Linked DNA regions of Zea mays: region 1 is linked to region 2. The links are chromatin contacts, called in public Hi-C maps. All regions are on one chromosome and are shown on one strand. The core of a region is the stretch at or near the end of the contact, and the rest is flanking DNA. Distances in the headings are between cores, read along the strand shown.

The links. Hi-C and Micro-C count contacts between places; a contact is called where the count stands out from the background.
Region 1: a Hi-C map of ear shows a contact between it and region 2, with 2.4 times the contacts expected there. The contact joins two enhancer-like sites. A contact is called at or near these places in 3 of 25 Hi-C or Micro-C datasets (bundle sheath, ear and tassel).

The regions. Positions count from the first base shown.
Region 1 is chr4:37,089,739-37,095,030 of Zm-B73-REFERENCE-NAM-5.0, forward strand. No RefSeq gene overlaps it. Among protein-coding and RNA genes, the nearest start is that of LOC103653100, 30 kb to the right of the region's middle. Within about 2 kb of position 2,068, at least 17 of the 20 cell types and tissues checked have an H3K27ac peak or open chromatin away from gene starts, as enhancers often do. A contact at or near this core is called in ear and tassel, where this site is marked.
Region 2 is chr4:36,852,510-36,857,301 of Zm-B73-REFERENCE-NAM-5.0, forward strand. No RefSeq gene overlaps it. Among protein-coding and RNA genes, the nearest start is that of LOC109945496, 8.8 kb to the left of the region's middle. Within about 2 kb of position 2,037, at least 9 of the 20 cell types and tissues checked have an H3K27ac peak or open chromatin away from gene starts, as enhancers often do. A contact at or near this core is called in ear and tassel, where this site is marked.

The DNA of each region.
Region 1 (5,292 bases), core at 818-3,317, 240 kb after region 2:
TAAAAGGAGTGACTTAGATGCAACTATCAAATTACCAATTGATAAAAAATAACTTAGAAAAAAGACTGAATAAGGTAAATAACTAAAAACATAAGAAATGATTCAAATAATCTAAAACCATCTTAAAATCAGTTGGAAATCTAATTAAAGGATTGAATATAATAAAATGGCTGAAAATCAAATTAATGAATTAAATAATACGATATCAAATGGCATAAATAACATCGAATGACTTAAATAATATAAATTGGCTTAAAATGGCTGAATATTAGATGAAATTAGTTAAAAGCGCCTCGGTCTAAATATCAGCCAATTAACAATAAACGAGTAAGATAAAAATGTCTTAAAACACGTGGAATCATCATGCTACCAAGTAGACATAGAATTATCACCGGTAGGTAAAAAAAAGTTTATTCTGTATGCAACATGTGGTTCAATCCAACACGATAGGACAAAATTCCTGGCAGACGTTGTTTTTTGCATACTAATTCATGTCTAGTCTTCCAGTTTGATTATGATCAGGCACAAAAACACGTGGCAAGCGAGACCTTGACCTTAGAGCTGAAGAACAACGTGCGGGATACTGAAGAGATGACAGGTCCAGCATTTTCCACTGCCATTGATTTTCCGCCGGATATATAAACTACTGCTTCTCTCTTTACTTTGCATGCAAGAGTTGTACTATACTATACCAGCATTTTTATTTCTCGGTCAGCGATTTGTGTTCCTCGGTGTTGTTCGTTTCAACGGAAGGGGTCAAGCTAGACTCAAGAGCTGCATTTTTACGAGAAAGCATGTGGGGTGAAAACAGTGTCTTCACCGCTAGACAGACATGGATCATCAGTCTAGAGATGGCAAGAAACCCGAATACCCGACATGTTTAATTTTACTCGATATAAAGATGGTTATAGATGATTTCTTCACTTTCTGAGTAAAAATAGGTAAGAATTTTTACCCATTAGGTAGATGGCTACCGATACGGATTGGTACTACATATACCCGTATACACATAGGTAAAATATACCTGCATCATACCACTATAACCATGCATCTAATAAAATTCATCTTAGTCAAAATAAAATCCTTCTCTAATTATCATTTGTTTAACTATCAATTTATGTAGTCATATGGTTTGTTATATTTTAATTTAAACTTATATTTGTGTATTTATTTGATATTTTGAGTGATTGGAAGAGGTGGACTCACCACCCAGGTAGCACAGGCTGTGGCCTGGTCTGCCTTGCCGCCTAAAAGGTGCACACAAGTCTAAATATTTAAGCCCAGCTGATAATCTTTATTAGCAGTTGATAATCTCGTCTAGGTTGTCTTTAATTCCTAGATCCACCACTGGTGATTGGTATAATAGAAATTAATACTTATACCCGCGATGTGTAAAATTAACAGCGCGGATATAGGTATAGGTAAGATATTATATCCGCGAGAGTAATCTTTATTAGCAGTTGATAATCTCGTCTAGGTTGTCTTTAATTCCTAGATCCACCACTGGTGATTGGTATATTAGAAATTAATACTTATACCCGCGATGTGTAAAATTAACAGCGCGGATATAGGTATAGGTAAGATATTATATCCGCGAGAGTAATCTTTATTAGCAGTTGATAATCTCGTCTAGGTTGTCTTTAATTCCTAGATCCACCACTGGTGATTGGTATATTAAGAAATTAATACTTATACCCGTGATGTGTAAAATTAACAGCGCGGATATAGGTATAGGTAAGATATTATATCCGCGAGAGTATATGAATAACCCGATAAGTAAGATTTTTTATGGGTACGGATATATAATGATACTACTCGACTGGTTACCGTCCCCTGCTTCACCACTCCCGTCACAAAAAAAAAGGAAAATGGAAAAAGCTCTTGCATGGACGTGCAGCCATTGCATGTTGCATGCATGCACAAGTAGGAATGTGCGTGAGTTGAATGCCTGCTGCTCCTCTTGCGTACTGACGACGTGCGCCGGTCACGGTGGCCTGTTGACGTGGGCTGGAATAGCGCTCGCTGCTTGTTTGCACGCGATCTGTGAAGAGGTGCGGTCTGGGCAGGAGGCCCAGCCGACTTGGCCCGCGTCAGAGTGGTGCACTGCAGCACCAGGTAGCCCAGTATTGTGCAGGCCCAGCGTGGATGGAGAAGGACCGTGCGGCAGAGGGAGAGTCCGTTTCGGGCTGGATTGGAGCAATAATAATATCTTAGTTCTTTTTTATTTGTCATATTTTAATTTAAAAAGGAATTAGCGGGCGAAAAATATTAAATAAGTAACTGTTTTTATTTCTTCTAGACGTTGAAACAGATAGAGATAACCAATAGATTAGATCTATTAATTAATAGATTAATCTAGGGTTTTTTAGACAGATCAAGTGAGAACACTCTAAAGCCTTTGAGTATCACTTTTTATACATTATTTTTTATATTTAAAAAATTGATTATACAATATTAGGCCCCGTTTGGTTGGAGGTTTGGGGTGACTAAAGTCTAGTCACTTTTAGTCTCTGAAAGTGCATTCATCCTTTTTGTGAGTTTTGGTGATTTGGATAACAACACATTTAAAAGACTAACAAGTTTGCTAAGTATTGAACAGGAAATTCAGTATGATGAACATACTTGAATAGTGTATAATGACAGTGAACAAAGGTTCAACACAAGGTTAAATAACCAGTAAGACAATGCAAATGGATACAATATGATCTCTATATTGGTTTGAATATATGGACAAGACCTAAGAAATCACTACATACATATGATTAGAATAGAGGATGAAGTGATTAAGAGGATTGGTCAAACCAAAGTGAATAAGATATGAGGAATCGTGAATTGGCTTGACCATATTACTATCAGTCCATATATGCTTCTATGAGAATCAAACTAGAGCTTGATTGGTCTTAACAATTATATCTAAAAGACATTCAAGCAAGGTTCACAATATTGAAGAAATGATTCTCTCAATGGATGCTCAATATGATGTGACTCAAGAATGGCTTGATAGGGTGAAGATAGCAAGGAAAGGGCTTCGGGGAACTAAGCGAAGGTGAAGGCCAAGCGACGGCTTGTGGACCGAGGTACCATGGCTAAGGTGAAGAAGAGAGTACTTGCACTAAGTCGATGAACCAATCAGCTATGAAGAGTTATAACATGTTGATGCATCAGTACGGTGACTTGAAGCCATGATTTGAACTCATATATGGTGATATGGTACAAGTCACAGGGTTTGATTTGTGTTTGCTTCAAAAGGTGAGACAAAGATGTTTGTGATCCTTATGAAGCAACGCCATGGAGAAATCACACATGAGACACCAATGACTCAAGGAGTTTACTTAATTAATTTTATTTAATTTGAGTATAGGAATCGTCGTACTATAAAGGGGGATCCAAAAAGAAGGTTGGTGTTTGCCAAAGCTCAAACCTCTATATTCAAAAGCTATTTTTGAAAAACAAAAATCTCTTTAACATTCTATGGTAGACCATGGTTAGGTTTGAGAAACCTAGAGTGTTCTTGTTGAAAAGCAGCTGAACTTCTTCAACTGCAGCGGAGCTTTTCAGCTGAGCTGGTGTCCAGGGAAAGTTCAGCCGGGGTATTTTCCCCGGACCTCACTGGTCAAAACCGGTTGAACCGGTCCTAGGGGAGGTTCAACCGGTGTCAGGGTCACCTGACCGGTCTGACCTCCTGACTGGTAGACTGACTGCTAGTCTGACCCCAGGCAGTTGAACCGGCCCTAGGGGCGGTTCAACCGGTGTCAGGACCTGTTTTTGCAGTCTGACTTGCAGTCTGCCAGTCTGACTGGCAGACTGTCTGTCAGCCTGCCCCAGGCAGTTGAACCGGTCTTAGGGGCGGTTCACCGGTCTTGGTCAACTTGACCAGTCTGCAGGTCAGTCTGCGCGTCAGTCTGTCAGTCAGACTGGCAGACAGACTGCCAGGCCTGCCAGGGGCGGTTCAATCGCCCTAGGGGCGGTTCAACCGGTCTGAGGCAGAAAAATCTGCCCAACGGCTAGTTTTGAGCTCCACCTATATATACTCACTCCTACCTCTCACCCCACAGTGAAGAGCACGACCCAAACTCCATTTCTAACTTGAGAAACACCTCCCACTCTCTCTCACACATCTCTTGCCTCTCCCATTTCAAATCTTTGGAGAGAAATCTTTGAGTGAGTTTGAGAGCTGCGGTTTTTGTGCTTCATCTCTAAATCCCTCTTACTCTTCTTCATTAGAGCTTTGGTACTACATCGAGTTCTTTGTGGATTCATTACTCTTGGAGCTTCTAGCTCCTAGACGACTAGGTGTCTCTTGTGAGTCTCCAAATCTTGTGGAAGACCATAAGAAAGTTTGTATTACCCGCTCGTTTGAGCAAAGATTATTGTGTGGGCTTGACCTTTGTGGTCGGCGAAGGGAGGATTAGGGTTGAAAGAGACCCGGCTCTTTGTGGGCGCCTCAACGAGGAAGTAAGGCACCTTTTGTGGTGTGACCGAACCTCGGGATAAATCTTGTGTCTCTTGTGTTCTTGCTCATTGTGTTTGTTTGTGTTCTTCGTATATCACCATTCCGTGAAAGATTTGTTTATATCTTTTTGGTGTGTGGATTTTGAGAAGTGCCCTTCTCAGATCTACTACTTTTAACCATGCGGATCATTTAGAACATCTCATTTCCAAAGTTAACTGGGTGAATCTTGAGATCAATTTAGTTTTACCCAGTTTGATTCTAGTTTTTGTTGAAAAAGTTTTAACTTGCCTATTCACCCCCCTCTAGGCAACTTTCAGTCTCTAAAGAAGCAAACATGGTGACTAAAGTGGGTGACTAAACTTTAGTTCTTTAGTCACTAAGCGGGTGACTAAAAGGGACTAAAGTAGTATTTTTACTTTATTTGTCCTCTCCACTTTCTTCTTATAGCAAACATCCATTAATTAATAGGGGTAAAATAGTCATTATTCACAGCAATTAATACTCTTTAGTCCGGTTTAGTCACTGGAACCAAACGGGATACTTTAGTAACTAAGCTTTAGTCAATAAAATTTAGTACAGTGACTAAGGGAACCAAACAGGGCCTTAGTACGGTAATATGATAATATCATTACAGAATCCACTTTTGTACACTTCGGATTTTCACTCGATAAGTGTTTGCTTCTGTGGCCTAAGAATCCGGAGCTTTAGGGTGATGAAAAGGATGATTACATCCCTTCATGCGTGGCTATCCATTTGTACGCCATTGTCTCAAGAGCAGGCAGATCGGCTACAGAAGTCAATCGAAGATGATAAAATCAGGTTAGGAGTGTGGTGGGGCG
Region 2 (4,792 bases), core at 787-3,286:
CTATTTCATGATTGTGGGATGATTGGATAATTTAATCCAGCATATGATAATCAAGCTGGTTTTTTTCTTCTTCCTTTGATTTTGGTTTGTAGAAATATATATAGCACCTGTGTCATTACAGCAGCTGGCAAATGGTCATGTACCGCAATATATAGTAGTAGGAGACTAGGAGTGGAGTAGCTAGCAGCTAGCTGATGAAGCACTCAAGTGTAACGTACAAAAAGTATACACACTGATGTCAACTCTGTGTCCCTGAGCTCTCGATGGAGCCGGCCCCCGGCCTGCTGGGTGTAGAAATCAAGGCAAATCATATGCCTGCCTTCAGACGACAGATCTCACCTTATTTGGGGGCCGGGGCACACGCACAGCTAGCTGAATCCAAGGAAACCAACAAGAGCAGTAAACGACTAGGGTTATTTTGACGCGCGTTGTCTGCATATGGTTCGCGGCAAAATGGAGGATGCGCAGGCCCAGGGGGCAGAGAGACGTACAGAACTAGCTAGCACTGAAGGAAGAGGAAGAAGCAAGAAAAGAAAGTCCTCGATCGTGGGGATATGGCGCCATGACAAGTAAAGCAGATAGCTTTCACCAGTCTTGTTTGTATGACCCTGAAACCTCAACAGCCAGCCAGCAGAGTTGACCTGACCACTTTTTCAACTGAGTTGTTTATTATATGTAGTTACTATACTAGAAGTAGGGTCAAATATATATCCCAAGAACTCCTTATTAAGTAGGAGTTCTGACCACTTTTCATGCTCGTAAGCTTGATCTACATCGCGTGAACAGATCCTTCATGGAAAACAAGAAATTATATTATTTAGTGGCCAGGGCAGGGATATGATGATCACATGGGTTTCAGAGACCAGACCACCAAAGCTCTCTCTCTCTCTCTTGTTCTCACTGTGGTGGTCCAGTGACTGTGTAGGCGGGCCACTGCAGATTATTGTTCCAAAAGAGCTCGAAAGCAAGCACATATGCATATGGATGGTGCAGAATGCAAGAGGTTTGTTCAGACTGTTGTGGTTGGCCCCCATGCACACCCACTACACTACTTATACCTCTTTACCCTTTCTTTTGCCTTTCTGCTGCATTAGATACATGTGCTCTGCATTATTTAGGGCATTATTATTGTATACTAGTATCAGTATACCCCTGTGTCTTTTGCTAGCTGCATTTTACATAACTAACTAGAAAGCTAGGCATACCGCATACATATATCGGATTAGATTAGATCGATCGCTGGAGTAATATAAGACAAGGTGATGATTAGCAGCTGATGCACCCGGCCTGCAGCCTTTCTCATCGATCCCGTGAGCATCAAGACTAAACAAATCGAAAAGGCTGTACTAAATGCGCATCATTATATACACTACTATTCCTCATCATTCCCGATGCGAGCAACATTTTGCCCGGTCTCGTCATGCATCATCACCGAGTAAGCATGATGTAATACAGTGAGATGCATGAGCGCATATTGAACAAGAGCTTAAGCTCATCAGAGGCTCTCGCTGAGCCACTGCAAGCGACGACGGATGGGATCGGAGATCTGCCAGCTGCAGGGAATTAATGAACGCGCCAGCATCATCATCATGTCACTGATGGCGGCAATTACAGGAGCTATCAGCGCGTCTGATTGCGTGTGCTCCACTCACTCTACTGCGCAACGACTGTTCATCATCATGCATGATCCTCCTCGCATGCATTTGTGTGTGTGTGCATCTATCTAACTATCTACATGTGTTTCAGAGCCTAACTGCAACGAACTGCAGGGCTGAACCTGAATATGATAGCGATACTGTGTGCTAGCTGCAACTTTTCAACACGCAGGCCGGCCGGCCGGGCATGGAAATGAATGATGGGATTCTGGCAGCATCTGGACGCGCGCGCGCGGTGGGAAATATAATAATCGATCGAGAGCATGGAGGCCGGCGTGGGCGTGATGCTGCGGTAAAGGAGAAGCAGCATGCAGGCGAGGAGATGGGGAGGGGGTGGTAGGGAGGCATGCAAGGATGGACGCGTGCGCGCGGCCGATCGATGGTGCTGCATGAGACACGCGCGGGATTGGGTGGGTGTGTGCCGGCGGCAGCCCCGGCAGCGGTGGTGCGTGCTGGCCTCTTTTCCGTACGTCGCCAGGCGATCGATGCCGGCCGGCCGGCCGCGCGCCGCTTTATTTTAGTCTGCTTGCTCGGAAATTTAGGCGCCCAGCGCGACCGAAAGAGAAGCTTCTTTTTAAATTTGCACAGTACCCCTCATATATACTCTTAGCTCTCGGCTCTGTTTTTCTTTTGAGAAAATTTCTTCAATGCCATCAAAAGCTATAACAATACCTTTAATGCCATCAAAAAATATGTGTTCCTTTGGATACCCTCAATTTTAATTTTTGATCCCTTGAATGACATTACCATCCATAAGCAGGTAAACATTTGTCCACATACCAAAATACCCCTTTGTTAACAGACCACACGCCATACAGAATATAGATCTCATTTGTTCACAGACCATATAGGTCATACTGGTGCACCCAAGCTACAAGTGCCCTCACAGAACCTAGAGATCTCCAGAACATACTAGATACATTATCAAGCGAAATAACGCATGCACAATGCACGCCACACAAAAGTGATAGGGATCTCAAAGTGATATGGACCAACTACAGATTCAAGTCTGGAAGCTTTCTCTTGCTCCTTGTGTGGGCAGCAGGGCTTTGCCTTTGAGGAGTGCTTCTTGTAGACATTGCTGTACTATCAGGTGCCACTGAAACTTTGTTCTTCCTTGTCTTCTCTTGTGCCTTTGCCTTCCCTTTAGCCTTCTTCTTGTCTTTTGTTGGCATAGAGCTGGTAGATGTTGTTATTGTACCCAAAGACAACATAGGATACTCAATAGAAAGTGCCTCTGGGGGGTTTGAGCCATGTACATATGTGCACATGAGCAAAATTATAGCATGCAATGGTCAAAATAATATGGGAACAACAAATATTGAGCATGTACCTTTCTGGGTTTGTGCCCAAGCTAGCTGAAGCACCTTGGCTGTAATAGAAAAATTAAAATTAGTGACAAAAAGTTAAGCAACAATTTATAATGCAAGTGGAAGCATGTACAATTATAGTATACATGCATACTTAGGTGGAAAATGCATTGTTCTAGGTGTTGATTGGAAAGGCACAATGGTGCTCTCACGTGATGCTTCAATGTTTTTCTTCCTTATCTTTGGTGGACCTCTGTGTTGCATGAACGTACAACTATGAGACATTAACAAAATCAAATAGTAACAAATGCATACAAAACATGGGCTTACTTCTCAGCTAGCATAGCTGCTATGTCATCTGGGTCACCATTCTTACAGTTATACCACCTATGGCCATATCCCTTGCAAATAGGGCACTGGTGTGACCCCTTCTTTCTTGTAGTGCTGCTACCAGCCTCTGTACAACTCTTGAACCACTGAGTATGTCTTCTTCTAGCTGTAGATTTTAGAAGTGGTGGGTGCATGAAGAAACCATGATTAGATTCTGGCCACTGGTCCTTGTCAGGCATGGCATAGATTAAAATCTGATATGCTGCTCTAAATTTCCCAACCGAGTAATACATGTCAACATATTTCTCCAATGGTTCCCTAAGAGATGTGATGAATACAATGGCATGTTTGCAAGGAACACAACAAGAGCTACAAACATTTTCGGCGGCCCCCACTATTTTCGGCGGCTAGGGGAGCGCCGCCGAAAATAGTATGCTATTTTCGACGGCCATCCCTAGCCGCCGAAAATAGCCTTTTTAAAACGGTCGGGCCCCTTCTTCTCCCTTGTTTCTCTCCTCTATCTCTCACCAGACGCCGCCGCGCGCTCCTCTGGCCACCGCGCCGCCGCCCACGCAGCCGCCGCGCCCTACCCCTGCGCCGCCGCCCGCGCCCTAACCCTGCGCGCGCCGTCCGCCGCCCTCCGTCCACGCGCTGCTCGCCCGCCGGCCTGCCCGCCACTCCACCGTCGTCGTCGAGCCGCCGCATCGAGAGAAGGTAATTTTTTAAGTATTTTATTTCTTATTTTCGACGGTTGTTATTTAGGTGCCGCCAAAATTATTATATATTTGTAATTGTGTTTGTTTGATTACTGTTTGCGATTCGTATTATTGTTTAATTTGATTTAATTAATGTATTAGTGAATATGTGATTTAGAGATTAGGGGCATATTGTATTTAGGCATTAATTTCATATTAATATGTTGTACTATTATATTATTAGCTTTAATAATATATTATATTGGTACGTATAATAGTTGCATAATTAGTGTATGTGGTACTTAGTTTGATTTGATTAGTATTATATCATTGTTTGTTTTGTATATAAGTAATATTATTTAGTGGCAGCAAAGTTATGCTGCCGAATTTTTTTGGGTCCTGCTAAGTTCATGTGGGTTTAGAACCTATCCTTGCCTATACATGTAGGACTGATACCCTTGACGAAGTTGAATAATTTTTTTATGATATGGTTCCGTTTAACAGTCTCAGGAATGACTGACGATCGTGCATGGATGTACAATGGTTGGAGTAGGAATGGACGTCATTCTGATGATTGGGTAGCCAAGACCAAAGATTTTGTGGACCACGTATTCTCCTTGTCATTAACCCGCACTGTCAGATGCCCTTGTAGGCGGCACGAAAACAGTATATTTCTTAATAAGGAAAGAGTTAGTCTAGATCTTTGTCATTTTGGATTTATGTCCGGATATGAGATGTGGGAACATCATGGTGAGGTAGTACCCAACCGGAATGTAGAAAGAGGAGGAGAACAATGATTGGG